5 separate regions of the Mus musculus genome follow, and all the other regions are linked to region 1. The links are chromatin contacts, called in public promoter capture Hi-C maps. All regions are on one chromosome and are shown on one strand. The core of a region is the stretch at or near the end of the contact, and the rest is flanking DNA. Distances in the headings are between cores, read along the strand shown.

The links. Promoter capture Hi-C pulls out the DNA fragments that hold promoters and counts their contacts.
Region 2: a promoter capture Hi-C map of pre-B cells shows a contact between it and region 1, with 5 times the contacts expected there. A contact is called at or near these places in 2 of 39 promoter capture datasets (hippocampal neurons and pre-B cells) and 2 of 130 datasets of targeted methods (astrocytes and embryonic stem cells).
Region 3: a promoter capture Hi-C map of hippocampal neurons shows a contact between it and region 1, with 4 times the contacts expected there. A contact is called at or near these places in 1 of 39 promoter capture datasets (hippocampal neurons) and 1 of 130 datasets of targeted methods (astrocytes).
Region 4: a contact with region 1 is called in a promoter capture Hi-C map of pre-B cells. A contact is called at or near these places in 5 of 39 promoter capture datasets (the C10 cell line, hippocampal neurons, liver and 2 more).
Region 5: a promoter capture Hi-C map of hippocampal neurons shows a contact between it and region 1, with 6 times the contacts expected there.

Annotation. Positions count from the first base shown.
Region 1 is chr19:10,097,717-10,103,142 of GRCm38.p6, reverse strand. Fads2 (fatty acid desaturase 2) reads left to right here and starts at 1,640. Exons shown (of 12, transcript NM_019699.2): 1 at 1,640-1,920. The coding sequence starts at 1,714.
Region 2 is chr19:7,481,833-7,488,102 of GRCm38.p6, reverse strand. It overlaps Rtn3 (reticulon 3), which reads left to right and starts at 4,812. Exons shown (of 9, transcript NM_001003934.2): 1 at 4,812-5,164. The coding sequence starts at 5,020.
Region 3 is chr19:12,500,643-12,506,426 of GRCm38.p6, reverse strand. It overlaps Dtx4 (deltex 4, E3 ubiquitin ligase), which reads left to right and starts at 4,431. Exons shown (of 9, transcript NM_172442.3): 1 at 4,431-5,420. The coding sequence starts at 5,210.
Region 4 is chr19:12,795,712-12,801,371 of GRCm38.p6, reverse strand. Lpxn (leupaxin) reads right to left here and starts at 2,793. Exons shown (of 9, transcript NM_134152.4): 1 at 2,693-2,793. The coding sequence starts at 2,705. Zfp91 (zinc finger protein 91) reads left to right here and starts at 5,249. Exons shown (of 11, transcript NM_053009.3): 1 at 5,249-5,660. It overlaps Gm44505 (predicted readthrough transcript (NMD candidate), 44505), which reads left to right and starts at 5,249. Exons shown (of 13, transcript NR_024093.1): 1 at 5,249-5,660.
Region 5 is chr19:7,381,127-7,387,322 of GRCm38.p6, reverse strand. It overlaps Spindoc (spindlin interactor and repressor of chromatin binding), which reads left to right and starts at 4,297. Exons shown (of 6, transcript NM_001033139.3): 1 at 4,297-4,651. The coding sequence starts at 4,522. 1700105P06Rik (RIKEN cDNA 1700105P06 gene) reads right to left here and starts at 4,320. Exons shown (of 1, transcript NR_045703.1): 1 at 3,762-4,320.

The DNA of each region.
Region 1 (5,426 bases), core at 391-2,890:
TAGTCGTGTCCCAGGCCAGCCTTGAACTCATGGCAATATCCTGCCTCAGGTTTCTGATGGATGACAGTATGGACACGACCAGCACACCTACTTCACTCACTTCTATCTTTTGGGCAGGCCAAACGAACATCTGTTTGGATGTTTGTTTCCTCTCCTCTAAGCCGGAAAAGCTTCACTCAACACTCCTTGAGTCTGGAGTTTGTGGAATGAAGAAAGGCTGCTCCTGATGGATGCCAGGACAGAATGAGAGGAGTATACGATGGGAGGGACTATGGGAATGTATTACCCCCTGCACCAGGTACTTCCTTTGGACCAGTGTCATGTGGAGCTAGGGAGCCCAAAGTCTTGAAAGGGTCATGGAAGAGGCCAAACAGGGCCACTAGCTAAGCATGTATGTCTTGACCATTTTATCTCTCTTACCCTCAGACTCTTCATTTTGAAGTTAGCTATAACAATATCATAGGATTGTGGTGAGACTTTAGCGAATAGGGCCTTTCTTCCTACTATACTCCCTTGGTATCAGTGTCTCTCTTGCCTGCAAGTGGTGTACTACTGTCAAATCAATCGCGGGCTTTTATTGCTTTCATGTTTCCCAACCAGGCTTGTGAACTCTTTCTCAGTCGAAGACAAGAAAGGTGTCCAGTTTATCCTGGCACCCTCCCCAGAAGCCACTCCCGCGGCACTTAGCACGAGGAAGAAAGCAGAGATTCCACCGTTCTTTTCCAAGATGACCAAGTTGAAAGGATTCAGAGCCCTGGTTAAACAGAGACCCACTCCTGGCTCCTTTCTCTAGGAAGGTTTCAGGAAAGCAATAAACAATATGGATCTCTTAGACAATGTGAGATACAGGAGACTTGAGTCCCATCTAGCCAGGCAGAAATATCACCTAGTCATGACAGCCCAGGAGGGGGCCTTGTTTAGCCGGAGGCCGAGCGTTGTTCACCATAACCGCTGCGCCTCCTTTGTGCGAGCATCAGGTGCAAATCCCCGGCCGAGCGCGTTGGCGCTCTGAAGCGCGCAAAGAAAAGCCCAGCTGCCGCCCCCGCCCCCCCCCCCGCCCCCCGCTCTCCCCTCCCAGCTTCTCAGAGATCTACTCCCGCTTCCCCGGCTCCAGGCAGCGAAGGGAGGAGGAGGAGGTCAGACACGTCGCCGACCGCCCAGCAGGGCTTAACTCCATGCGGGCGGGCGCGAGGGAGGGGGAAGCCGCGGACCCGCCGCTCCAGCCCGCTGGCCTTCGAAAGATCCTCCTGGGCCAATGGCAGGCGGGGCGACGAGCCCTGATTGGTGCAGGCGCTCTGCTGATCACTGTGGAAACCCGGGTGGCGGGGAACTCGGGAGGATGCGGAGCCGGGAACGGGGGGAGCCAGAGGGGTGGGGGGAGGAGGCAGCGAGGCCCTGAGCTATCCTGGAGTTTTCACCGGAGGCAAAAGTCCACAGCAGGCGGGCCTAGGGTGGGCGGAGGAAGGGGACCGCTTGGGGGCACTGGGAAGCCAGGGGTACTCCTGAGGGAAGGCAGGGGTACTGGCTAGCTAGTGAAGGCGAGGAGGAGCGAAAGCGAGGGGAGGAGGCACGGTGGGAGGAGGAGTAGAAGACAAAAGCCGAAAGCGAGGAGGGCGCCGACCGCACACTGCGGCCAGGAGAGGGACCGTCGGTGTTGCGAGCCGCGGGCGCCCGGAGGCCGTAGCGCACGGGGCATCCGGGTAGACTGGCAGCATGGGGAAGGGAGGTAACCAGGGAGAGGGGAGCACCGAGCGCCAGGCTCCGATGCCCACCTTCCGTTGGGAGGAGATTCAGAAGCACAACCTGCGCACCGACCGGTGGCTCGTCATCGACCGCAAGGTCTACAACGTTACCAAATGGTCCCAGCGGCACCCGGGGGGCCACCGTGTCATCGGACACTATTCGGGAGAAGATGCTACGGTAAGAGTCTGGGGGTGCCAGCCACTCTTGTCTGCTGCAGGCTGGTGTCAGGAGCCCGGGGTCCCTGGGCGCCAAACAGATCCCCGGTTCTTAAAGGAGCGCAGGACGTTCAGCAGGGAAAGAAAGTGTACCAACTGCCCTCACCTCCCTCCTGGAATCGTTCTCCTCTGGGTCAACTGGGCAGACTTTGGCCGAGCCTTTTGGACGCCAGGCCTTAGCACCTCTGTGGAAGTCCCATCAGTGGTAAACTGTGCCCGGTGCATGTTCACAGCGCATACTGCGCGCTGTTCCAGCCGGAGCCTGGGACTCTCCAAAGGGGGCGCTCCAGCCTTCGTGTTCGGCGCTCCCCAAGTGGAAGATGGCCACCCTTGGGCGCCGGGGAGAGGAGCCTGAGAGCGGGCAGCCATATGTGGGACTCTCCTGCCAGACCAGGGGGCGGAGAAGGAAAGCTGGTTCCTGGCCAGGACTCGCTCCTGCTTGGACTCCTGTCTAAGAAGGTCCACAATGGCTGCCCGACAGAGACTTCCTAGTAGTTCAGATTCCCACGCTCCCGAGGATTATCCCGACTCACTCCAAGTGCCAGCCTTCTGGGAAATCCTGGTGGGGAATTGGTGGAAGGCGAACGGGCTGGATTTTGCAAAATTCAGGTCCGCAGGGGATCTAGAAGGTGAATCTAAGACTGGCTTGGCAACAGGTCCATCTGCCTCTGGGGTTACTATCGGACATTCAACTCAATGGCCCTCTGTTTTTAGATCCTGCCAGGATCACCCTTCCCCTCTTGCACTCATGGAGGTTGTTGAAGTCTCTGAGACCTCTGTGGAACGGAGGCTATCCTATATTGCACAGTACCCCATACCGTGCCTGGCCCCACCCCCAACCATAAAGTGATTGTGTAGTCAGGTGGGTAAGAGGAGAAACAAAGTCAAAGAGGAAAGCCAGACCTTTCTTGGCACCTTTCTTGGTGGGCTGAAAGCAGAGGAAAAGATGTAGCTGGAGAGAGCTTGGGAAAGACGAGTGGGAGGAGGCTGAGAAGAGGGATAAACTTATCAGACCGCACTCCACATCAAAGTCCAGGATGCTGACTTGAGTGTGGGCTTTTCTTGTGCAAGTTTGATAGTTTCAATTCTTACCTTCCATGTCTTTTCTTTTTGAGATCAGCCTAGGTAGCCATACCCTAATCAATGGACTGGAGGCTTTGGTGAACAGGATGCAATCTTACTCCAGATTGAGGAGAGAACTGGCCACATTCATACTGCCTAAAGACTATTTTCCTTGCTTGTGGAGCCTGCTTAATTATGCCCATGGGGCTGGCGATGCTAACCAGACCTTAGGAGAGTGTAAGCTTTTCACATTCCTTGAGTGTCCTAGCTCTCTTGGACCGCCTCACAACCAGAGAAGACCTTGGTTTCCCAGGGAGAAAACTTCCCAGCCCCTATCTGGGGGATCTTTCCACTGTTTCGGGTGCTGGTGTGTGCATGAATCTGTAGGTGAATTGCAGACGACTCCTCCCCTTTCCAGGCTCTTACCAAAAAGTTTCCTAAAAAGTAAAACAACAAATGTGATTGGTTTGATCCGATTATTCCATATTGTGTGATAAGTGGGTTTTCTTGTGTGGAAGCTCAGCCCAACAACAGCCTTGAACTTTATAGTTTATTTAAGAAGCCAGACGTATTTCATCCTTGTTTTGGAAATTCTTAGGGTTTCCCTGACTCAGTTTTCTCCAAATGTCTATGTTCAGATCTAACCCAGCAGATACCTGGATGGCTTGCTCTTATGTTCTGAAAGCCTTATGTCCTCTTCCACATTTCCTGTGTCATTTTCATTGGTTCTGAGTCTGGTGTCTGGGATGTTAATTGTCCCATGATAAGAAAGGTAAGGTGGGAGTCAGGGTAGGCCGCAGATGTGATCCCTGGGCTTGTTGCAGAGAATCACTTAGTGGACACACACACACACACACACACACACACACACACACACACACACACCGCCACCCCCAATCCCTCATCTATTCCAATAAGATGAGTGTGGCAAAGCTTGCTGTAAACAGTGAGCCCCAGACAGACATGAGAGGAACAAAACAGCTAGCATGTAAAGTACTCGCAGAGAAACGGAGCAAGCTCATTTGATGACACGACATGAAAGCTTACTGTCTTCCCAAATAAGACACAAAACACACTTGATGGAGACAGAGTTGGAGATCAGTGTAGAAAGAGCCGTGAGGTTTTCTTTGGCATCCCCCTGTTTCTTCTTAAACTGAGATCAGATTGGCAGAAGGCCTTGGACAACTAGGAGATCTTCAAAGGGAGCTCCACGAGATGTGGGGACCCCTCCCCAGGCTGTTTCTCAGGGAACTTTGCCGCTTAGGGGTCTTGCCTTCTTGAGAAGGGTGATGAGAATGGACTGTCAGGTTTGGGGACGGACTGTTCAGCAGATAGAGGCTGGATCCCTAGAGCCCTTTCATTTGTTACCACTCAAAGGATATCTGTGATATGCTGACAAGAGGCTGGAAGGTGAGGCCAGAAGCCAAGGAGGCCCATTTTGAGGTCAATCTAGGATATCAGTCAAGAATTTTCTGTTCCTGAAGGAAGAAAAAAAAAAAAAACCTCAGAAGTGCTCACTTCTTCTCTAGAAGGATGGAGCTGTTGTTACTTGATCCTTCTGTAGTCAGACCCTGGCCTCACTTGTACTAAAAGCCACCTAAGTGGCATGTGCTCAGAGTCCCAGATACGCAGAAGACTGGAGCAAGAGGATTATTTGAATCCTAAGTTTTGAGGCCAGCCTGGTACCCTAGTGAGATTCCATTGCTGAAAATAAACAGTGTGAGTTTTGCAGTTCACAAACCCATGAGATTGGTATATACTATCTCATTTAATTCCCAGGTTAGCCTTGCCGCTGTCCTGTCCTGAGGCTCAGAAATCCTGGTCAGGTGGTGTTCAGTCATAGTCGGGATCTGCTGGCAGCACTCGCTGCAGCCTTACCTTCCTCTCTCCATCTCCCTCTTCTTATTTTTCTATATCTTTAGTCATTTCCTGCTGGTCCCCCCAGAGCTTTTTCTGTCTTAGATTTGCTGTAGGCACAAAGAACTGTCACCCATGCCCCAAGCCAGTGTTTGCACTTTTCTCGGGAGTCTAGGCAGTACAAAATGAGCCCACTTGTGACTTTTCATCTTCAGCAAGAGCTCATGAAACATTCATTGAGCGTCTCCATGGCTCTGAGCTGGGCTCGCATCAGGGCCTCAACACAAAGATGAATAATTCACAGACAGTGGCCTCCTCTACTGGACTGTTCCTCCTTAGTTTTCCTTGCTTCAACCTGGATTCTCCACCTCCAGACTCCCGCCTGTTCTCCAGCCTATCCGGTTTTGTCTATGCTTTTTGGCCCATCTGCCTTTCTTTCTTACCTCTTAGAATCAAAAAAAATAAAAAAGACAAAGGGGACCAGAGGTGGGTTCCATCTTTGAGCTGCTCCTATAATGTTTCCGTGAATAAGCAGCAATTGAAGAAATG
Region 2 (6,270 bases), core at 3,563-6,062, 2.6 Mb after region 1:
TTAATGATGAAGGAAACTTTACAATACAGTCATGTACTACATACTAACATTATGGTCAACGACAGCCAAAAAACTCTTATCATTTAGTGATGTGAGCATTGTGGTATGTAACCTGTCACGTGATTGTGCTGGAGGCCTGTCAATCACGTGAAAAGATTGTGCGTCCAAGTGCGTACAGCTAATAATGCCTGGTCCTGGCAAGCAACATGCTGATGATGCTTGGCCTTACTATATTTAACATTTCTTATAAAATGAAAGCAGTCTACATGTGACACCGTAAGCAGCTTTGCATATCTTGTGCTCTTTGAATCAGTTGATTGCATCAGAAACCACATAGACCATTCCGTGGAGAGTTCTGAAAATGCACTCTCTAATGTCCCACAAGAATGAACTTCCTAACGCCATTCTCACAGCACACCCCCATTGTCAAACAACTCATAAGCATATGTAATTTTTTCAGTTCTGGGCATAAACTCCAGGACTCAGCTCTGTTCATAGTTGGGTTTTGGGTTTACTTTGGCTTGGTTTTTTTTTTTTTTTTTAGGACAGGTAGGATTTAGAGAGAGGGTTTCTCCTTGGCTGTCCTGGAATTCACTATGTAGACCAGATATTGGTCTCCTGAGTGTTGGGATTAAAGGTATACACACCACCACTCTGATCCATAGTTTTTAATATGCATGTACATACATGTGTGCATAATATATACATGGATATATTAATGACAGATGTTTATAACCTAGCCTGGTACCACGGACCTGTAATTCCTGATTTTCAAGAGGCTGAGGCAGGAGGATAAAGAATTTGAGGCCAACTTGAGCAACATAGTAAGCCTCTGTTTCAACACACACAGAGACTCAAAAGTTGAAATTAATAAGGGCTGTGGGAGTGTATGACTTTTAACCCAGCACTTGAAGGCAGAGGCAGGCAGATATCCAAGTTTGAGGCCAGCCTGGTCTACAGAGTGAGTTGCAGAACAGCCAGGGCTACACAGAAAAAAACTGTCTCAAAAACACCAACACTAAAACCAAAACCAAGCCAAACAAAACAAACAAACAAACAAAAGCCTGTGGAAATGGCTTAGTGGTAGAAGACCTGTATACCACGTAAGGGGCTCTGGGTTCAATTCCTAGTACCAAAAAGAAACAAAACAAACAGATGAGGGCTGTGGAGGAAGGGGAATGTGCATGCACTTGGTGTAGGCGCAGCTTAGTACAGGCATATGAAAAAAGCAATATGAAGTACTTCAGAATACTCCAAGCAGAGCTACAATATGATCCTGCAACCCCCATACAGGGTATATATCTGATGAAAAGAAAATCGTTGCATCTCAGATGCCCATATTGTGTTTTGTTCTGTTTGAGACAGGGTCTCAGTATATTTTTCAGGCTGGCCTCAAATTCTCTATCCTCCTATCTCAGCCTCTTGAGTGCAGGAGTATGTCATGACTTCTGGCTCTCCATGTTTCTTTCAGCATTATGCATAATAGCTAGAATACAAATTCAGCCACCATGTCAGTCAGTGAATGAATGGATAGATAAGGAAAATGTGGTATATATGTACAATATACTTCTGGATAAAAGAATGAAATTTTGTGATTTGCAGCAGCAACCGGCAGTCATTATGTGTTGAGTAAAATCAGTCAGTCACAGAAAAGACAAATCCCACAAGATCACCTTTAAAAACAGTTGTTATTGGGCTATAGGAGTGGCTCAGTGGTAAAGAGCATGTCCTGTTCTTGCAGAGGACCTGCGTTCACTTCTCAGCAGCTTACAACCACCCACTACTCCATCGTCAGAGGATTCAGTGCCCTCCTCTGGCCTCTGCAGGCATGTGGTGGTATGTATGAACTCACACAAGGGCATACATACACATGAAAATAAATATAATTTTTTTAGTCTCTGACCTGGACAAGATGGTGTGGGCCTGTAATTTAATTGTAAGTCCAGGTATGATAGCATTTGCCTTTAGTCCCAACTCTTAGGCAGATGCAGGTAGATCTCTTTGAATTCAAAGCCAGCCTCATGTACAGAGGAAGTACAGGCCAGCCAGGGCCACAGACATTTCTTCTGGGGCATTCCCCACCCAAAAAAAATTTTTACTGAATTCCTGTTAGTCCTAAAATAAGGCCTCAAGCCCCCTTCTCCTCGTTAAACTTCAACTGCCGGAGTGCTGGGATTACAGGCCTGTGCTGCCACACCTGATGTTTTAGGATATCCAATACAACTGACCCTAGTCAACTTGACACACAAATCACTGTGAAGTCATACCCTTTCCTTTCTTCCCCAAGATCACACATTAATATAAACATCACAGGATGAAACATTTTACAAACTTAAAAAGTCCCATAGGCTGGACAGTGGTGGCAGATTTCTGAGTTCGAGGCCAGCCTGGTCTACAGAGTGAGTTCCAGGACAGCCAGGGCTACACAGAGAAACCCTGTCTCAAAAAACAAAAAAAAAAAACAAAAAAAAAAAAAAGAAAAAGTCCCACAGCCTTACAAATTCACTCATTAAGTTTTCAGTCTTTAAAAAAAAAAAAAATACCCAGTCTCTTTTAAAATCCAAACTCTCTGTAAAACTCTAAAATCTCTTTTTAAAAACGTTTTAAAGTCTCTCAACTGTGGGTTCCTGTAACATCAAAAATAAGCACTTTCATACTCCAAGAGGGAAGAGCTAGGGCACATGATCCAGTCTGTCATAAGACCCCACTACACTGGTACAACTTTGTTAGGGTTCCTGTTGCTGCATCAAAACAGTGACAAAAACAAAACAAAACAAAACAAAAAACAAAAAACAAACATGGGAAGGAAAAGGTTTATTCTACTTACTTCTGAAGGAAGTCAGAACTGGAACTCAAACAGGGCAGGAACTTGGAGGCAGGAGCTGATGCAGAGGCCGTGGAGAGTGCTGTTTACTGGCTTGCTCTCTAGCTTGTTCAGCCTGCTTTGTTATAGAGCCCAGAATCTTCAGCCCAGGGATGCTCCTACCCACAATGGGCTGGGCCCTTTCCCATTGATCACTGATTAAGAAAAATATCCTTTAGGCTTGCTCACCACCTGATCTTATGGAGTCATTTTCTTTTTCTTTTCTTTTTTTTTTAAAGATTTATTTATTTTATTTATATGAGTACACTGTAACGGTCTTCAAACACACACCAGAAGAGTACATCAGATCCCAGTACAGATGGTTGTGAGCCACCATGTGGTTGCTGGGATTTGAACTCAGGACCTCTGGAAGAGCAGTCAGTGCTCTTAACCACTGAGCCATCTCACCAGCCCTGGAGTCATTTTTTTTTTTTTTTTTCCAGAGACAGGGTTTCTCTGTTGTAGCCCTGGCTGTCCTGGAACTCACTCTGTAGACCAGGATGGTCTTGAACTCAGAAATCCACCTGCCTCTACCTCCCAAGTGCTGGGATTAAAGGTGTGTGCCACCACTGCCTGGCTGGAGTCATTTTCTTAATCAAGGTTCCCTCTTTTCAGATTTCAAGGTAACATAGAACTATCCAGCATGCCTGACTTTAACATAGACTTTAAGAAAAAAATACTTAAGCATTCACCAAAATAAGTAATTGGATTCCTGATTACTGGCATACAGTTCCCTTTGCCATCGTTCTCTGGCACTCAACAGCATCGGGGGACAGTTTGCTGCACTATCAATTGATGCCTGCCGTTGAGTGACAGAGTAAGATATTTTCCAGAGTCATTTTGGGAAATATCCTGGATCGTTTTCAGAACACTGCAACAACCAAGATGCTATCTGAGCTTTATTTGACCTTAAAAAACTGTCTAGGACAGATGCGGTCCACAGCTTGTTCCCCATCTGCAGCAGCCTGCTTGCCTAGCGCTCCCTCTGTGAGTTAGCATCTTTACAGAATTTGCTGAATCTGCAATTGCACTTTGGGTCATAGATTGCTACTTAGCAACATCAAATCCCACAGCTTTATCATCATTATGTACTTAAAATTTAAAAAGAACAAAATTTGACATAAATTGATGTCCAGTTTCAAATGTCATTTTTTGGGGGACTCATCTTAGGACATGAATAAAATTCAGTATTATGAGTATCTGTGCCTCATTTTTAATACCTCATTTCATGTCCACTCCATTCCCCCAGTCCCAACCAAGACGTTTTCTCCTGGTTTTCCTTTCCTCGGCAGCTTCTTTTTTATTTTCCAAAGTATGTTTTTTGTAGCTCAGAACATAGCTCAGAGAAAAGACAACCTGAAGCCTCTTTGGGAAGAAAAACAAGATAAAAATATGAAGCCGATTCTGTGCCTGCATTGCAATGTGATTGGAATGAGTAATAGTTTCTCATTCTGTTTAGCATCTTTCTCCACCTATCAAACATGGGACTGTACCATGCCTGCCTCGGTGGGGCGATATTACGACACGACCAGATAATTCAAAAAGAACATTACAGAGGGGGGGTCTTTAAATATTGTACTCTTTGGAGTCACAGGCTGGTACGTATCAGGCAAAGACATCAATTAGGATTTATAATAAAAAATTTGTAGCTTATGAAGGCATAAAGAAACATAATCTGCCAGCTAGAAAACATTCACATAAACAAGTGGAAGGTGGGGAGACTGGGCACGGTTAATCTGTAGCAGGGGCTGCAGTGGCGGGCCGGTTCTAGAGTTTAGCCACGCCCCTTACGTCAGGCTTTCCCCCATTCCCCCACCCCCTACCCCTCACCCCCGAGAGGCCTGCCCCACCCGCGGGCCCAGTCACTGCGTCCTTTCCTGCGGGAGCGCAGAGGGACAGTTCTTGCGCCTGCGCATTGCGTCGCTGCGCGCCTCCGAGGCCGCCGCCCGCGCGTCCAGGCTCTTTGTGCGCATGCGCGCTCGCACTCCTTCTCTCCCTGCGGAGCTCGGCTGAGTCAGTCAGTCTGTCGGAGTCAGTCTTCCGAACAGGCGTCGCCGGGAACTTCGGAGAGCCAGCTGCTGGATTATTCTGTGTCCCCTCCCACTCTCCCGCCCTACGTCTCTCTTCACCCTTCTCCCGCCCTTGCTCGTACAGCCATGGCGGAGTCGTCAGCGGCCACTCAGTCCCCGTCAGTCTCCTCGTCGTCCTCCGGGGCCGAGCCGTCAGCTCTCGGCGGCGGCGGCGGGAGCCCTGGAGCCTGCCCCGCCCTGGGGGCGAAGAGCTGCGGCTCCTCGTGTGCGGGTGAGGCGCGCGTGGGGCTTGGTCCCTGGGGAGCGCGAGCTACTGGGTCTCCGGGAAGGGGCGAGCGACCTGTCTGGGCCGTGGGCGGCTTTAGTCTCTTGGCGGGCATTTGAGGAACAGGCTAAGGGGGAGGGGAGCGAAGGACCGAGGTGAGGAAATAACGGGGTGTGAAGAAAACAGGTTGGGGGCGGGGTGGTGAACTAGAGTGGGCGTTGACGCTGACCCCCTGCAAGGGAGGGCACCGCAGTGGGGTGAAAACGGAGAAAGGCTATGTGCACCCAATGGATCGAGTGCTGGAGGCCCGAGAGCCCTAGGGTGGGTCGGGGGGTGGGGGTGACTTAGAGCAGGATTAGCGAGCCTCAGGGGATTGTGACAGGTGGGACGTAGGAGAAATGAAGTCGCTAGGATTTTGAGAGGGGTAGTGGTGGAAAAGGTGGCGTTGCAGGTTTGCAGACCGGTTGACACAATCTTAAATGGATGATATAGCCTTCCAAAAAAAAATTTTTTTTTTTTTTTGTTCGCCAGAAGGATCAGGAAGTTCTGTTACTGTTTTTGGCTAAACTGAATGCCAGATTTTTTTTTTTTTTTTTTTTTTTTTCTGAGACTCTGAGGTAGATGAGGCGTGATGAGAATAGCATGGGAAGATTTGGGAGGGAGCTGCTGATAGTCCAAGATGGATCCTTGGCTGCATCTGCAACACAGCCGGCTCTTCACCGGTGGTGCATCGTGGGGGTGGGGACACGCAGTCAGTTGCTATATTCTAGAAGATAATAAATACAGTCTTGCCAAGCCATCACCATGTTTTGATTTCTTGTTTTCGATGGCCTATTCTCAATAGCAGCATAACAAAAGGGAACGATTGCTGCAGGGGAAAGAATTCAGACAAAGCCTGGGCTGCTTGAACCCCCTTCTCTCTTGTGTGTGAAAAGACTAGGAGGGACGCTGGCGGCCTCCTTTAGTTTCTTTTGTATACAAGTCTGCCTGCTGGTGGGAGCTGACTGGCAAGCTCGACTCAGATCAGAGAGATCTGCAGTGCAGATGCCTTCTTGAGGAAAAATATGCACCACTGGCAGGTGGTGGTTCTTAAGAGAACTGAGTCTTTGGCG
Region 3 (5,784 bases), core at 3,182-5,681, 2.4 Mb before region 1:
TGGATTCGGTTAGCGAGAATTTTATTAAGGATTTTTGCATCGATGTTCATAAGAGAAATTGGTCTGAAGTTCTCTATCTTTGTTGGATCTTTCTGTGGTTTAGGTATCAGAGTAATAGTGGCTTCATAAAATGAGTTGGGTAGAATACCTTCTACTTCTATCTTGTGAAAAAGTTTGTGCAGAACTGGAGTTAGATCTTCTTTGAAGGTCTGATAGAACTCTGCACTAAACCCGTCTGGTCCTGGGCTTTTTTTGGCTGGGAGACTATTAATAACTGCTTCTATTTCTTTAGGGGATATGGGACTGTTTAGAAGGTCAACTTGATCCTGATTCAACTTTGGTACCTGGTATCTGTCCAGAAATTTGTCCATTTCGTCCAGGTTTTCCAGTTTTGTTGAGTATAGCCTTTTGTAGAAGGATCTGATGGTGTTTTGGATTTCTTCAGGATCTGTTGTTATGTCTCCCTTTTCATTTCTGATTTTGTTAATTAGGATTTTGTCCCTGTGCCCTTTAGTGAGTCTAGCTAAGGGTTTATCTATCTTGTTGATTTTCTCAAAGAACCAACTCCTCGTTTGGTTAATTCTTTGAATAGTTCTTCTTGTTTCCACTTGGTTGATTTCACCCCTGAGTTTGATTATTTCCTGCAGTCTACTCCTCTTGGGTGAATTTGCTTCCTTTTTTTCTAGAGCTTTTAGATGTGTTGTCAAGCTGCTAGTATGTGCTCTCTCCCGTTTTTTCTTGAAGGCACTCATAGCTATGAGTTTCCCTCTTAGAAATGCTTTCATTGTGTCCCAAAGGTTTGGGTACGTTGTGGCTTCATTTTCATTAAACTCTAAAAAGTCTTTAATTTCTTTCTTTATTCCTTCCTTGACCAAGGTATCATTGAGAAGAGTGTTGTTCAGTTTCCATGTGAATGTTGGCTTTCTGTTATTTATTTTGTTATTGAAGATCAGCCTTAGTGCATGGTGATCTGATAGGATACATGGGACAATTTCAATATTTTTGAATCTGTTGAGGCCTGATTTGTGACCTATTATGTGGTCAATTTTGGAGAAGGTACCATGAGGTGCTGAGAAGAAGGTATATCCTTTTGTTTTAGGGTAAAATGTTCTGTAGATATCTGTCAGATCCATTTGTTTCATCACTTCTGTTAGTTTCAGTGTGTCCCTGTTTAGTTTCTGTTTCCATGATCTGTCCATTGGTGAAAGTGGTGTGTTGAAGTCTCCCACTATTATTGTGTGAGGCGCAATGTGTGCTTTGAGCTTTACTAAAGTTTCTTTAGTGAATGTGGCTGCTCTTGTATTTGGAGCATAGATATTCAGAATTGAGAGTTCCTCTTGGAGGATTTTACCTTTGATGAGAATGAAGTGTCCCTCCTTGTCTTTTTTGATGACTTTGGGTTGGAAGTCAATCTTATCAGATATTAGGATGGCTACTCCTGCTTGTTTCTTCATACCATTTGCTTGGAAAATTGTTTTCCAGCCTTTCATTCTGAGGTAGTGTCTATCTTTTTCTCTGAGATGAGTTTCCTGTAAGCAGCAAAATGTTGGGTCTTGTTTGTGTAGCCAGTTTGTTAGTCTATGTCTTTTTATTGGCGAGTTGAGACCATTGATGTTAAGAGATATTAAGGAAAAGTAATTGTTGCTTCCTGTTATTTTAGTTGTTAAAGGTGGCATTCTGTTCTTGTGGCTGTCTTCTTTTAGGTTTGTTGAGGGATTACCTTCTTGTTTTTTCTAGGGCGTTGTTCCCGTTCTTGTATTGGTTTTTTTCTGTTATTATCCTTTGAAGGGCTGGATTCGTGGAGAGATAATGCGTGAATTTGGTTTTGTCGTGGAATACTTTGGTTTCTCCCTCTATGATAATTGAGAGTTTGGCTGGGTATAGTAGCCTGGGCTGCAGTTTGTGTTCTCTTAGTGTCTGTATAACATCTGTCCAGGCTCTTCTGGCTTTCATAGTCTCTGGTGAAAAATCTGGTGTAATTCTGATAGGCTTGCCTTTATATGTTACTTGACCTTTTTCCCTTACTGCTTTTAGTATTCTATCTTTATTTAGTGCATTTGATGTTCTGATTATTATGTGTTGGGAGGAATTTCTTTTCTGGTCCAGTCTATTTGGAGTTCTGTAGGCTTCTTGTATGTTCATATGCATCTCATTCTTTAGATTTGGGAAGTTTTCTTCAATAATTTTGTTGAAGATGTTTGCTGGACCTTTGAGTTGAAAATCTTCATTCTCATCCACTCCTATTATCCGTACGTTTGGTCTTCTTATTGTGTCCTGGATTTCCTGGATATTTTGAGTTAGGATCTTTTTGCATTTTCCATTTTCTTTGATTGTTGTGCCGATGTTCTCTATGGAATCTTCTGCACCTGAGATTCTCTCTTCCATCTCTTGTATTCTGTTGCTGATGCTCAAATCTATGGTTCCAGATTTCTTTCCTAGGGTTTCTATCTCTAGTGTTGCCTCGCTTTGAGTTTTCTTTATTGTGTCTACTTCCCTTTTTAGGTCTAGTATGGTTTTGTTCATTTCCATCACCTGTTTGTATGTTTTTTCCTCTTTTTCTGTAAGGACTTCTACCTGTTTGATTGTGTTTTCCTGTTTTTCTTTAAGGACTTGTAACTCTTTAGCAGTGTTCTCCTGTATTTCTTTAAGTGATTTATTAAAGTCCTTCTTGATGTCCTCTACCATCATCATGAGATATGCTTTTAAATCTAGGTCTAGGTTCTCAGGTGTGTTGGGGTTCCCTGGACTGGGCGAAGTGGGTGTGCTGGGTTCTGGTGATGGTGAGTGGTCTTGGTTCCTGTTAGTAAGATTCCTCCGTTTACCTTTCGCCATCTGGTAATCTCTGGAGTTAGTAGTTATAGTTGACTCTGTTTAGAGATTGTTCTTCTGGTGATTCTGTTACCGTCTATCAGCAGACCTGGGAGACAGATTCTCTCCTCTGAGTTTCAGTGCTCAGAGCACTCTCTGCTGGCAAGCTCTCTTACAGGGAAGGTGCGCAGATATCTTGTATTTGGACCTCCTCCTGGCCGAAGAAGAAGGCCCAAAACAGGACCTTTCTCAGACACTGTGTTGCTTTGGCAGTTCCCAGGTGGTACAGACTCTCACCTAAGCAGACTAAATTCCTAAGTTCCTTGGAGTCCCAGGACCAAGATGGCGACCGCTGCTGCTGTGGCTTAGGCCGCCTCCCCTGCCGGGTGGGCACCTGTCCTCCGGTCCGGAAGGTGGCCAGCTGTCCCCGGCCCACACAGGGTGCTGCCTCAGCGCCTCTGTGCTTCTGCCTGTTCCAGAAGCTGTCAGGTTCTCTGGCGCACCCTCTCACCTGTTCAGACTCACAACTAATTACTATATATTCACTCTCTCTAACAAGTTACCCAGGCGCAAATGTTTTCCTGTGTTGTCATTCATTTCACTTCTACTATACTACCCTGCCGTGTTATCGTGGTAGACACAAGAAGACGGAGTGCAAAAGAGAATGGTCAGAAAGTAAACGTTAGTTCTTTCTACTTCCTGTTTGTCCTGCAAGCAGACAGTTAAATATTTCTTAATACCCACCCACACCTTTCCCCAGTTTAAGTTTCCTCTATCTGGAAATTTCTAGTTTATCTGCTTAGGAGCGGTTTTCTGTTTGTCTCCTCAAATATAAAAGGAGCACATGAAACTATGGAAAAGCCATTCCAAAAAAGATTAACAATCTCATTACCAATATAAGATTGCTCCAAATTCCAGCTTCACTTTGTCAGAACGGATTCATTGTGCAGTTCCACCCACGGAGAAACAAAGTGTGTGTTTTCTGACAAGGTTAATACATAATTCTCTTTAAAATGTCTAACTTAATTCGTTTGGAGACCTGGTCTGGATATGTGGCATGAAATTCTCCATCTTCTTGCTTCTCAAGTGTGGAAGTTGCCCGTGTGATGTACCATGCCAAGCAATAATGTGCAATACAGGCTTCAATCCCCTTAGTCAGAACCCACTTTATATTACTTTCCTCTTTAGCCATTGATGATCAAAATGAGCGAGTCTAGCTTGCGTTTGTTCTGCTGTCTCATGGTTTTATTTACATAGACACTGCAGGATGAATTAGTCTACCTTGTGTCTTCTAACAGAAAAATTGGACAGCAAGAACTTCTTTTCTCTCTATGTAAACGCAGGGAACCCTTGGCACTGGCTCTCGATGGTCACAAGTGTGTGGCCTTTGACCTGCACTTGAGGATTTGGACCAGCAGGGGGCATGGAAGCTCTAGATCGCTGGTGCTAGTGGCCATGGGGCGTGGCTTTTGCATCTTTGATGGACAGCTAGGGAACGGTGCAGACGAGGATGAGGTAATAACGGACAGAACAAGGAGAGCGTGGGGCAATTCCTGTGTGTGTGTGTGTGTGGGTGGGGGGTGTTGCGTGCGTGTGTGGGTGTGGATGTATGTGTGTGTGACAGAGAGAGAGAGAGAGAGAGAGAGAGAGAGAGAGAGAGAGAGAGAGAGAATGCGTATGCATGCACGAGCTGTAGGGAGATGCGAGCCTCTGAGCTCACGCCGCGGACACGGCCGGTGCTGAGCTGAAAACAGACAGACAGACAGTTCCATATTTGAACAGGCTGCAAAGTTGGGTCCTGGCAGTGGCAGCTGGGACCGGGATGGCGCGCGTGCTCTCGAGACTGGGGGACCAGGGAAGCCTCCGCGGGCGCGAGCTCGCCTTGGCGCTCTGCCCGGGAGGGGCGACTCCTCCTGGAGGCCACTGAGCCGAGCCGCAGGGAGGGGGAGCTGTGCCACCGCGGTCGGCTTACTCGAAGCGGAGAGAGGGCGGAGGGCGTGACCGTGCGGCGCGATCCACGCGGGCGCCCGCGGAGCCCGAGGCGCAACTGGTGCGAGGCGGGTGCAGCGTCGCGCTCGGGCCGCGCGCCCCCGGGTGGCTTTGCAAGGCGGGGCGGCGAGTGCGCAGGGCCGGGCCTTTGCATGAAGCCGCTGGACCCCTCGGAGCAGCGGCAGAGGCGGCGGAGCCCGGCGGAGCGCAGTCGGAGACGGGCAGCTCCGGGGTCCGTGTCCCAGTGCCTACGCGGCTGCGGACTCCCCCATGGGCCGCAGCTGAGGCTTCCCGCAGCGGTGGGGCGCAGACCGGGGGGCGCGGTTGAGACCCGGAGGCGGCGGCGCCGGAGGAAGCGCAGAAGGCCGGGCCCGGGAGGTGGGCAGCACCGCGCCGCAACCCCGGGCTCGCCATGCTCCTGGCCTCGGCAGTGGTGGTGTGGGAATGGCTGAACGAACACGGCCGCTGGCGTCCCTACAGCCCAGCCGTGAGTCACCACATCGAGGCGGTGGTGCGCGCTGGTCCCCGCGCCGGGGGCAGCGTGGTGTTGGGCCAGGTGGACAGCCGGCTCGCGCCCTACATCATCGACCTGCAGTCCATGAACCAGTTCCGCCAAGACACGGGTGAGCCATTCACATCTCTTGTCTGTCCCAGGAGCTCCCGCCTCGTGGGTCCGCTGTGATCCACCCAGTGGCCAGCTTTGCTCACTGGTATCAGCTATAGGTGTTGAGGGCAGGTGCTTCTCTTCCCTAGGTCCTCACAGGATTCCAAGACCACCTCCAAGTAAATGTCCTTGCAAGTAGTTTAAAGAGTCTTGATTATACAACCCAGCCTCAGCCTAGCTGCAGGAGAACCCCTTTATGCCCCCATCAGCCCCTAGTAGCCGTTTGTGCAAGAACTCTAGGGTTTTGCAAACCGCCTCCCACCCCCCAAGAAATGCTGACTCTTCAGCAAGACATTACTTGAACCTCTTGGCTCACACCTGCT
Region 4 (5,660 bases), core at 1,544-4,043, 2.7 Mb before region 1:
ATCCTCGGAAGCATCAGCTCACCAAATCTATTATAACTCTCCTTTCTGCTCACGAGTTACCAGGACTTTCACTTCCTGTTTCCAATGAACACATATTTCACCAGCTCCTGAAGCTACTCCTTTGGCTTCATGCAGACTCTAAAATTTAAATTAGATGACTAATTTTGGTGTGACAAATATGAGATTACTGGCAGTGAAGTCTCTGGGCGTCTCCATGTGTTAGAGTCATCTCATCCCTAAATTGAGAAGATTTAGGTAAAACCTTCTAGGTGAATACATGCTACTAACATCCAAGGCAGTATTGCATAAAGGAAATATTTGCCCACTTGAGCCAGCCTGTCCTTGATAAAATTTCTACACAAGTAGAAAGAGAAATCCACCCCAAGTCTTGGGTTTGGATTTTAGTCCTGTTGCTGTTTGTTAAGGCAGGGTCTCATTCTAGCCCAAGCTGACCTGGAACTAACAAGGTAGCCCAGGCTGACCTTACACTGTGGCCAGTCATTCAACCTAGTCTCAAGTGCTGGCTGGGATCGTGGGTACAAACTACTGTGCCTGGCAGACACTACCTGCCTTTTGTTTCATTTTGGTTTTTGAGACAGGGCCTCAGTACATAGCCCTTGTTGGGCTACAACTTGCTATGTAACATAAACCAGACTGGCCTCAATTCATAGAGATCTATCTGCTTCTGCCTTCCATGTCTGACTTTTTAAAGATAGGATCGTACATAGATAGCCTAGGCTGGCCTCAAATTTTCCATACAAACAAAAATAACCATTAGTTTTTGATCCTCCTGCTTCCACCTCTGGAGCATAAGGATTGAAGGCAAGCAACACTACATTCCATGCAAATTGTTACAATTTGAAGAGACCATTGAGGGGTAACTACTAGCAGTTTATTAACCTGTAGCAAATTGGATTATCTACAGTCAGCTTCCAAAGTTGCTTATTTTCTACATTTCTGAAAAAGATTTCCTTAACAACTATGCTACTCAGAAATTCTTTAAACTATACATTTTTTTAAAATGTATTACTACACTGGCCACCAGAACAAATACACTTCTAATATAAAAGAACAACCTGTAACATTACCATTTAATTGTACTTAGTGTCAGGTGCTCCTGAGAGTGAACAAGATATTTTGGGTTTTCATTATTTAAAGAAAAACAATAATACCTATTTCAGAAAACTGCTGCAAACACTAAACTTATTTACAGATTTTAAGTTTTCCCAATATTAATTGCCCTTTAACTTTTTGAACTAATATTGAATTAAATGTAGAATGTACTTTGATATTGTGATTAAGGCTGTATTTTGGACTTTGATATAGAACCCAATTCTTTTTTATATAATATTGGTTACTTATTCTTTGAGAATTTGATGTGTGTGACCTATAAAATAAAGCAAAACTAAGATCCTACCTGAAAAAAAATGGTAAAACTCGATGAAGAAATGCAAATTTCCTCCAATACCCACACAGGATATGCATTCATCAAATTCTCAAAGAATAAATAATCAATATTATATAGAAAAGAATCTGGATTCTATACCAAAGTCCAAGATACAGCATTAACCACAATATTGAACTACATTTTACTGACAAAACAGTTAAGGATTTATTTAAAACACCCTTTTTTCCCTCAATAATTTCTATTCTCTTCTTTGTTCCTCTGTTTCTCCAGTTCTTAAAACACAACCCCAATAATTATTTTTAATGACAATGTACAAGCTTTGCATCTTATTATTGTTGGAAGTTTTTGCATAGCTACAAACACAATGTGGAATTAATACAGCTTGAAAAGTGGGTAAAAGTAACTTTGTGTAGCGATAACAAAAATAAATAGGTGATACAGATAGATGGATGGATGGATGGATGGATGGATGGATGGATGGATGGAAGGACAGATGGGCAGGCAGGCAGACAGGGAGGTATGTAGATGATAAAAAGTTGCCAAGGTATATGAAATGAGCCCCAAGGAGACAGACTTTACAGCTCCAGGCTTTTTGACCTAGGTTTCTCTGGACACAGTAGCCCAGCGGCACTTCTACTGACGTTTTCATTACCTCAGAGTGAAAGGATGGACTGTTTTTCTTGAGAAGCAATCTGCTCCTTCAAGATTTCTCTAAATAAAAAGCAACAAAACCTACTACAGTGATGGTCTACCTGTAGTCTAACAGTAAACTACAGAGAAATGAAAGCACTCTGGCCCTTTTGCAATCTCTACAGACCCTTTACACTGCTCGGTCATTTCACTGTCCTTGCACTATCCTCCCTTTCTCCTGGTTTCCTTTTCTTTCTTCTCTCCTTCCCTTCCTTCATTTAATGTCTTCTTCCTTTCCCATCCTTTTTTTTTTTTCTTCCAGTATCATATCTCCAAGCTGTAGAGCTGCCCTATGACCTCCAGTAGCTGCCAAGGGAAAAGGCACTTTCAATTACAATTCCTTCTGTTTCTTTGGCTGTCTGGTCTCAACGCTCTGCCAACTGTGCCGCTGCAAACAGCAACCCCATAGCTCCCCCAACAATGATAGTTCCTCCTGCCTCACTCTTGTTTGAATTGAGGACAGAAGTGAAAACAAAAATCTTTCAGTCCTATCCTCAGTTTGACTAGACCACACTTCATCATTACAGATGGGGATGGATGGCAGCCAGGCCCCCACTTCCTTAGAGCATCTTCTCCAAAGGCCCCTTCACTCACCCAGCTCTTCCATTGTCCTATACCTGCGATGCTCTAGTCTCGAAGATTGTGAAGAACTTTGTTGGCATGTGGTGAAGAAGAGGACCACAACGGAACTGAATGAGACAGTGCGAAGCAGCCTCTGTGACCCCTTTTGGTTCCTGTATTTGCTTAGCACTTCCTCACTTTTGATTTGCTGAATACTTTTTCTTTTCTAGTAGCTCAGGGTTTTTTTTTTGTTTTGTTTTGTTTTGTTTTTTGGTTTGTTTTTTTTTTGGGGGGGGGTTTTATATGTTTGTTTGTTGTTTTAATTGTGCTAACAGAAAAAGGCAGGTTGTGCAAGATTGAAGTTTTGATGCTACATTGGCCAAGGTGGCTATAAAAATTGAAAGTTAATTCTTTTTTTAATTTAAACACCTACTGTATTCAAGGGCTTATCTTGAACACACATAGAAATTTTAGGCTTATACTTAAAGAGTTTTCCAAGTTTAAGTTTCCCATTGCCCACTGCAGGCTATTTTCTGTCTCCTTCCTTTTCTTTCCTTCTCTTCCTCCTCCTTTTCCTATAAAACTAGAAGACCATGGAAGTACAGGTCCTTTCTTAAAATTTCTGATTAAATAGCATCAACTTCATTTCACTATTTGTACTTACTTAGTACAGCTGACCTCACTTCCCATACAAACTGTGATTTTTTAAAACAGACGTTTTAATAATTGTGTGTGTGTGTGTGCTCATGTAGGCATTCATAAGTTGTAAGAGTAAGAAAGCGCTCTCCTTGTACCACTGGGGTCCCACAGATGAAATTCATCAGACTTTTCAGCAAAGTGCCTTTATCTGCTAAGCAATCTCACTGGCCCAGATTATAGATTCTTTAAAGTTGAAGAGAAGTGGGTTCACTTTTGAATTCTCTGATCCTGGTTTATCCAGTTATTCAACATTCAAACGTCTACAGAATAAGGAAGAATCAATTGAGAAGATTTAAGATACTGGGTACTAAGCTTCCAGAATCTGAATTACAATTCCTGCTCAGTTCACAATTTCTCCAAAAAGGTGAGAGAGGTAGATTTTTATCTTATTGTGCCTTTGTTCATCTCAAAAGGAAACAAACAAACAACAAACGCATTTAACAGAAAATTGCCTAGAAAAGGCAGTATATAAAGAACTATAAGTATGGCCCTGTGAAGTGGGTTTTGTCCCAGTGTTTACCAAGAGACTAACAGGAATAGGGAGTAATAACTGGCTAGAAGAATAGAATAAAGGGATAGTTTTGTAATGATCATCTTTTAAAAGGAACAAGTCATTCATTTTACTAAAACCTTTTTTAAGAGGCTCGCTTTTTGTATTACTTTAAGCAGCCATTGGATGTCAGTGCTGTTCCAAACGTGCTCATTGCAAACAGCGCTAGAAAATTCATTCCTACTGATACCGTCGGGTTTTAGAACTGAAAAGGACACTAATCCTTTGAAAGCGCAAAACTCGGTAGACTATAAAACATTTGCCTTATCTGTGTGGCAAATGAGCCAGATGCTGGGAGGAAAAGAAGAAAGAAAAATGAACTTCTTTAAAAGTCTAAAATTTAATGGCTAATATAAAATTCTGAATCAGATTTCCAAACTTTGTATCTTTCCATACTGTTGTGTAGATTTTAACTTAAGACGTTTGCATCTTCGAAGTGTAAGGAGTCTCCTTGAAAGTCGTTTCCTGGTTGCAATGTGTAAAAGGCAACCCAAGGAATGCAAACAATGTTTAAGAGGGAAAGAAATGCATACAAACGTATAAGAGGCTGCATTACCACCAGTTGCGGTTTGAACGATTGGAAAGCCCCCTTTCCCCATCAGGAAGGTACTTAGCTGTAAACGCTAGTCAGAGCTGCTATTATGACTGTGTTTCCTGTGCCGCAGAAACATCTACAGACCGCAAAGGCATTCAGCCTCGGGGTGGAGAACGTGAGCGACAGCTAACTTATCCACAAAAAAATCAGTGAGTCACGCTAACCGGCTCTCCAGCTCCAGCACCACAGCCAACGGCAATTCCGTGGCGCCCCATCCCTACCAGGAAACAACTTTACACTTCGTCCTACACGTTTTATTAAAATTAAGTTGACAGACGCAGAACGAGTCCCTAACCTCCTGGGCTTCACAAGTGAGAGGCTCAACACAAGATGGAGGAATAAAAAGGAGCGTAGCTAACAGGTCGCAGAGGAGGCGTCAAATGACCAGACCGAAGTAAGTAAAGACTATGACGAGGGCACTTCGGAGCACTTACACAAAAAAAGATTAAAAGAAGTAGGATTCTCTCCCAGGGACCCCTAGCCTGTAATTGGCTCAATATTTTTGCCAGTTGTACGCAGGCGTCGCGACCTAACCCGGAAGCAATGCCTCGCTAAAACGTAATCTCAGACCTCAGATAGACGCTCCCAGCCTTCCCTCTGCCTCTAGTTTCCCATGATTTCTCTGGAAGCGCAGAGTAAATAGGACTACGTCTCCCAGAGTGCCCTCGGCGAAGTTGGCCCTGCGCGTGCGCCTCACGACTATCCCGCGCTGTCCCCTCGGCCCCGCCTCTATCCTATCGCCGCCATTTTTTCAGAGACTTTCATCCGGCAACGGACAGGGCCTTTTTTTTCTTAAAGGAGAAGCTGCAACTCAAATAATTTACCACTTCTCCCCTCGAGAGCTGGCGGCGCTGGGGACAGAAAGGCCAGAGCAGGAAGGTGGGGGTCTGGGTGGAGGCGGGATAACGTCCAGGCTACTTCTTAGGCTAGTAAGAACCCTTGAGGGGACAGCGGCGCCTCCGGGAGGCAGGTGCGCGCGCAGCCGGCAGGGGGGTGCGCGCGCGGCTGAGAACGGTGCGTTTTGTCCTCGCCTCCGCCCTCGCCAGCCCTGCCCCTCCCACCGCCCCTAGCTTGAGCCGAACTCCAAAGTGGGGGGGGAGAAAGGTCACTTTGGGATTGTCGCGAGACGCAGCCGTTTAACGGTGAGAACGGGCGCG
Region 5 (6,196 bases), core at 3,048-5,547, 2.7 Mb after region 1:
TCTACTGTTAGGGGGTGAAACTGGGGTGGGGGGGTAAACAGCAAGGGGAAAAAACACAAAGTAACAAGGACCAGGTATAAGTGGCATCCAACATATGGCTCAATAAAGAGAAAATGGGAGATTTTATTTCAAATACCATAGAGGAAATGTCAGGGAACAAAAGAGTAGTTTGTTTGTTTGTCTGTTTGAGTTTTTTTTTTTTTTTTTTTTTCAAGACACAAGCAAAGAAATTATTGCAGCTGCTAGTGTAGTGCCAGGGAAAAGTTAGTGATCCTCCAAAAACCAGACAGGAGCTGTATTCACACTAACTGGGGGTGGGGGTGGGGGTCATCGTGCTGCTGTCATGCAGGACAGTTTTGGTGGTGGGTGAGCCCCGAATGTCTATGGGGCAAACTTTATAAGTGTGCAAGCATCTACTTGGAAAGCTACTGTGGCCTTTAACATAATTGGCTAGTGCCAGGAGTCATATCATAAACTCAATTTCTGCTCCCCTCTGCAGAGGTGGTCATTAGGCAGGCTTGTAACCTGCGGGTGTAGGTTTGTTGGGGAATAACCTGGAGACTTGTTGAGGGTGTAACCTGGAGACACTGTACTTGTTGGAGATTAGCCTAGAGGCTGGAGCTAGGCTCGGGTTTTGTTGGGGGGCAACTTAGAGACTAGTGCTAGGTACCAGCCTGTTAGTTTACCTGAGTTCAAACATAGGCCAGGTTCTCTAAAATGGAGTCTGAACTTACAAATTTGGCCTATCACTACCACTGGGATATATCCCACTTTGCTTTCGGAGGGGATTTTCTGTTTTTTTCCTTTCCTTCTTTTTATATTCAGTTTCAGAAAAGGTTGAAAGAATGTCTGAGCAGTTGGAAAAGTTGTGTGTGGAAGTGGAGGATCCTGAGAAACAACAACAACAACAACAAAATGGCTGAAATGGGAAAACAAAAGGGGTTGCTCTGCTCTCCTGCTTCTGAACAGGTTGCAGAGTTGGCTGTGCCGCTGGAAAAATTATGGGTGGAAATGGACACGATGGGGAGGCAGGAGCACAAGAAAAGGGAGAACAAAAGGCTTGGCCCTGGTGACTGAGCAAGACAGCAGGAGTTTCTTGCAGGAGGAAAGAGGAAAGGAAACTGTGCCAGAGAGGGAGGAGGGGTGGCCCTGGGATAGGAGATCACCACCATCAGCTTTCACAATAGTCATACAGCATATGCCTGTTAATGGTGTGGAACAAGGTTATGACAAGATAGGATGGTGTCTTGTAGAAATGATAGGTATAAGCCATGGTTTGGGGACTAGAGAAATGGCTCAGTGGTTAAGAGCACTGACTGCTCTGGCTCACAACCATCTGTAACGAGATCTGATGCCCTCTTCTGGTGTGTCTGTAGACAGCAACAGTACACTCACATACATAAACAAATAAATAAATAGATCTTTTTTTAAAGCCATGATTTCATAAGTGGTGCACTCGCCTTAAGTGAAACAAATTCTAAATAACTAGTTTACTCAAAATACAATTATTTTGTATTTTGAAAAGTCTGAACAAAACCCACAATCCCTGAGCTTCCCAAATTCAGGATTTAAAAATCCTACCAATCCTCACCTGGAAATATCTAACTAGAAAGCTCTGCCCAGTAAGAACCTGTGTCAGTTCCTTGCTGTTCACTCCCAGTAGCAGAGGCAGCCACCCCTGGGCCCTCCACACCCTTGATCCTCCCAATAAATCTCTTATTATGGAATTTGCTACCTGTTGTGACTCATAGAAAGAAGCCAAGAAGCAATGAGAAGTGAAATGGAACAGGACTGAGGCTCCTTAGCTTAGCTGGGGATTCCCTCCTCTGGGAGCTGCTGTGAGGTTCCTGGGCTTCCCTGTTCTTGGGCTTTTGAGTCCCAGGATGCCTTTCTATTTGAGCAAGAAGGCCAACAGAGGAGAGAAAAGGATATCAAGGAAAGGAAAGAGACCCTGAATAAAGTGGGAGGTTAGAAAGGGATGATGCTATCATTAGACTACTTCCTGCTGATTAGGGGTGTCAGGTTCCTTGGGGCAAGTTTGATCTTTGCCACCGGGATATCTAATTTCTCGTTTCTTCTTTGTGTGGGACTACTTAAACTGACCAAAAACCAACTGACAACTCCCCAACTATACACCACCTCCTCCACCACTATCACCACAAATTCCACCCTACCATTTATATACCCTCTCAGAAATCCTCAGAATTCCAAATGTCACATAAATGCAGAAACTATTTGCAGCTGACAAAATCACACCCCTGCTAGAGCATGAGGCAAACCATAGTCAGCTGCTGTGGACAAATCGAAGCAGCCCCATATCCCACACCTGGGATTAAAATTATATATATATATATATGAGAGAGATTCTCTGTGTAGTCCTGGCTGTCCTGGAACTCATTCTGTAGACCAGGCTGGCCTTGAACTCAGAAATCTGCCTGCCTCTGCCTCCCTAGTGCTGGGATCAAAGGCGTGGGCCACCACTGCCTGGAGTATTCTTATATTTTTGTGTTTTATTTTCCCAAAGAAACTAAAATTCCAAAATTGTCACTTACACTCGTGATGGCCAAAGAACTAGTCTATTAAGTATATGGTAGAGGGCTAGTGACAAACCAGTGTACAATCCCCAGAGCCCACACAAAGACGAGAACCAGCTCCCCGAAGCTGTTGCTCTAGCCTTCAGACAAGTACTCTGGTGCACAACCCATAAGAAAACAAATATATATAATTAAATAAGAATCTGGTGCAATACTAGGGCTACCCATCGCTTTGGAATCAAACAAGAAATAGGAACCACAGGGTGACCCAAGTGACAGGGTGACAGAAGGGCTGGAAGCCCAACAGGGAAGTGACACAAACCAAGGACTCACAAAGACACTGGAGACACAGCCTCACCTGCTCAGGAGGAGTTAGAACTCAGGAGGGACAGAGGGAGGGAAATAACAGGCTTTTCTTTTTCTTGCCTTTCAGGCCTTAGTCACAATCTCCCGGAAGCTTGAGTCCTGTAGCCAGCCCACTGCAAAAACAGAACAGACTACCTACCCAGAGGCATTGGGCAAAAAGCAAAGAACAGCCTTTAGGTAAGAACTATCCAGGCCTAGGAAATTGCTTGATTTGGAGTATCTTTTTAGTACTGGGTACATTTCAAAGTAATAGAAATTTCCTCAGTTCTTTCTATTGTGGCTGCTGTATGTGGTGTCAGCTCAGACCTTTAATCCTTGTGCCAGGGGAATGGAGGGAGGAGGAAAAGGTTTGGGGCAAGCAGGGTTACACAGATTCCAGGTCAGACTGACATGAAAGTGAGTCCTTATCTCAACAAAATAAAAGCTGGTTATGCAGTGGATGGGGGGGGGGTGGGTATGCCCAGGGCGCGCGCGCACACACAAACACACACACACACACACACACACACACACACACACACACACACAATATACGGTAAGTGAACTGTTTCTCTTCTGTCCCCTAGCCTCCTACATCATCCACAATTACTGTTTCTGGGCTGATAATTACTGTTGGTAGCACTTAAAATCAGAATTTTGAGTGCCAGACATTTTTGCCGTTTCTCAGCTGAAATCTAGCGTGTCTGGTGTGTGTATGTGTGTGGGGAGGGGATGTTATGCAGAAGTGTAAGTGCCCATTGTGACAGTCTTCACTCAGGCACGAATGCCAGGCAGCAGCGCCATAGCAACCGGATCCCGGTCTTGGAGGCTCTCAGGGGATTTGCTGTGTCCTGGGAAAAGGCCACACTCTCTGGACTCACGTTTTTTGTTTTGTTTTGTTTTTAACGTAAATTATATCCATCGGAAGCGGTTTACACACGCCCACACGCCACTCTTGTCCTCTTCATCTTCTAGAATCTTTGTTTAGGAGGATCCAAAGTGATTTTTCTTTCCCTAAAGCGTATGTGCTAGTAGAAAGGAACGAGGCCCAAAGAAATTAGAAGAGATGTCTCCACACTTCTGAGCCTATGTATCCTTCACACATCCCCACCGGTCTTTTCTCGTCTGTGTTGCCTCCCAGGCAGGCAGCTAGTCAGGGGAAAGCCAAGAAGTAAGATGCCGAGCAGCCCTTTCCTCCAGCCATTGGTGGGGATGCCCTACCGGGTCTCCAAGGCTGCCGGCGCCGCTCCCAGGAAAACTCCAGGCTTCGCCGCCGAGCAAACCGGCCAGAGACAAACGCGCTGCACAGGGTTCTGGCCCAGACCTGTGGCTGGGGCGGGGCTAGGGGGCGTGTCCTCACGTGATTGGCCAGCCTGGTCTGGAGGCGGGACTGCCGGACGGACGCTGACAATGAGCCTCCATAAAAGGGAGCGGCGGGGTTGGGGGCCCCGGATCGAACCCTCCCCGCCCGGGGTCGTGACGCGTTGAAGCCCGTGGCTGGCGGGGCGGCCGGGCGAGCGGCGGGTGAGCTAGGCGAGCCGCGGGCCCGGGGTGGTCCGGGGCAGGAGGCGGCCGCCACAGGCGGTGCGCCGAGGTCTGTGCGAACGTCCTCGGCTATCCGGTCGCCCTTCTTCGCCTCGCCATGGCCCTGAAAGCCAAGGGCGCCGCGGCTCTGGATTGCTTCGAGGTGACGCTCAAGTGTGAGGAAGGGGATGATGACGACGAGGCCGTGGTGGTGGCCGTGATCCCGCGGCCCGAGCCGATGCTCCGAGGTGAGGGGGGGGACACCTCACTTCCGCTTGGTGGTCCGGGACTAGATCTCCAGGTCCCGGTCCCCGGTTCCCGGTCCCCAGGCGCTTCCCTGGGCCGGCATCTGCAGCCCCAGAGGGCCCTTCCCTGTCCGGTCCGCGGCTACGGCGCCCTCGCTCCTCCCCCACCGGGTTTGGAATCCCAGGCCTCTCGGAGCCCCCCTTCCTCCGCCGCCCCTCCCCCGCTCAGGGTCTAGAGACTTCCATCCACACCGAAGGAGCGGTTCAGGTCTTCCGGTTCCCTGCGCCCCCTCGGGCCCAGAGTAGAGGCCGGATTCCCAGTACAGTGGTTTGTGCCCGGCTGTTGTCTCCCGGTTCCGGTCTGTTTCTTAGGCCGAGGGGCGACCAGGCCTCTAGGCCCCAGGCTAGTCCCCCGTAGTGATAACGGAGGTGAAGGCTGGCGCGGCTGGCGACCTCCAGAGAGGGGAAATAACCCAGTAAGTAGAAGCCTCCACCCGTCCTCAATCCTCTAGGCCTTCTGTTTCAGGAGCCACAGGTGTCAAGTCTAAAACCCGGCATTTGAATGGAATTGCTAGTAGCACCCCGTTTGAGAAAAGCGGGACTTGCTTGGGGGTGGGTAACAAGCCATGTCATCTACATGGAGATTAGTCACCAAAGGAGGTGTTTGAGGGACAATCTGGGAATACATTGCTCTCCCTTCCCGTCCTCCTTCCCCAGCCTCTCTGGTCCAAAGGAGAAAACAAAGAGCTACCTTTGTGGAAGATAATTAGTCATGAAAAATGCAAATATTTCCTTAGGGTGGAATACCTGTTTCCCTTAAGCATGACAGTACCCAGAATAGATTGAGAACCAAATTGGTCATTGTGTTTCTTTAACTCATTTTTGGAGATGGGAGGGAAGGTTAGGAAATTGGGGGGTGGGGCACATTCCTCTCACTGTTTGGTGCATCACACAGGTTATTTTTTACTTGTGCTGGTTTATAGAGTGCTTAACCAAGATGGCTTCATCACTGTGAGAGGGAAGTAGACATCTACAGAGGTTCATTCTTCAGCTTTAGTGGGCAGCTATATGCCAAGCATATAGCTTCAGGCAGAGCTGAGAATGGTAAACAGTAGGGACCAGGGTAAGTGAAACCCTGCTCTTAAGTGTGCATCCAGTGGTAGCCAGCAGGTAAATATCGAATAGTATGTTAGGTGGCAGTGAGTTCTCTTTGTTGTGTGTGTCTGTGCCTGTGTCTGTTTGTCAGTTGCGTCAAGTATGAAGAGATCTGGGCAACTCTTGGGAGTCAGTTCTCACAGCACTGTGGCATTGAATTTGGTTCATCAGGGTTGGCAGTAAGAGCTCTTACTAGCCCAGTCTTCTCCCTGCCCAGTAATCAGTTCGTTTAGAGACTACAGAATGGGGATAAAGAGAAATGAGAGGCTAGTTAGAATTTGTTTCTCTTGTTAGGAAAAGTATCTCTAGTAAGAATGAAAGAGAGCTTAGAAGACCAAGTGGAAAGATTTTAGAAGCCTCTTGGCTTAGCTCAAGGTTCTAAGAACATCTAGA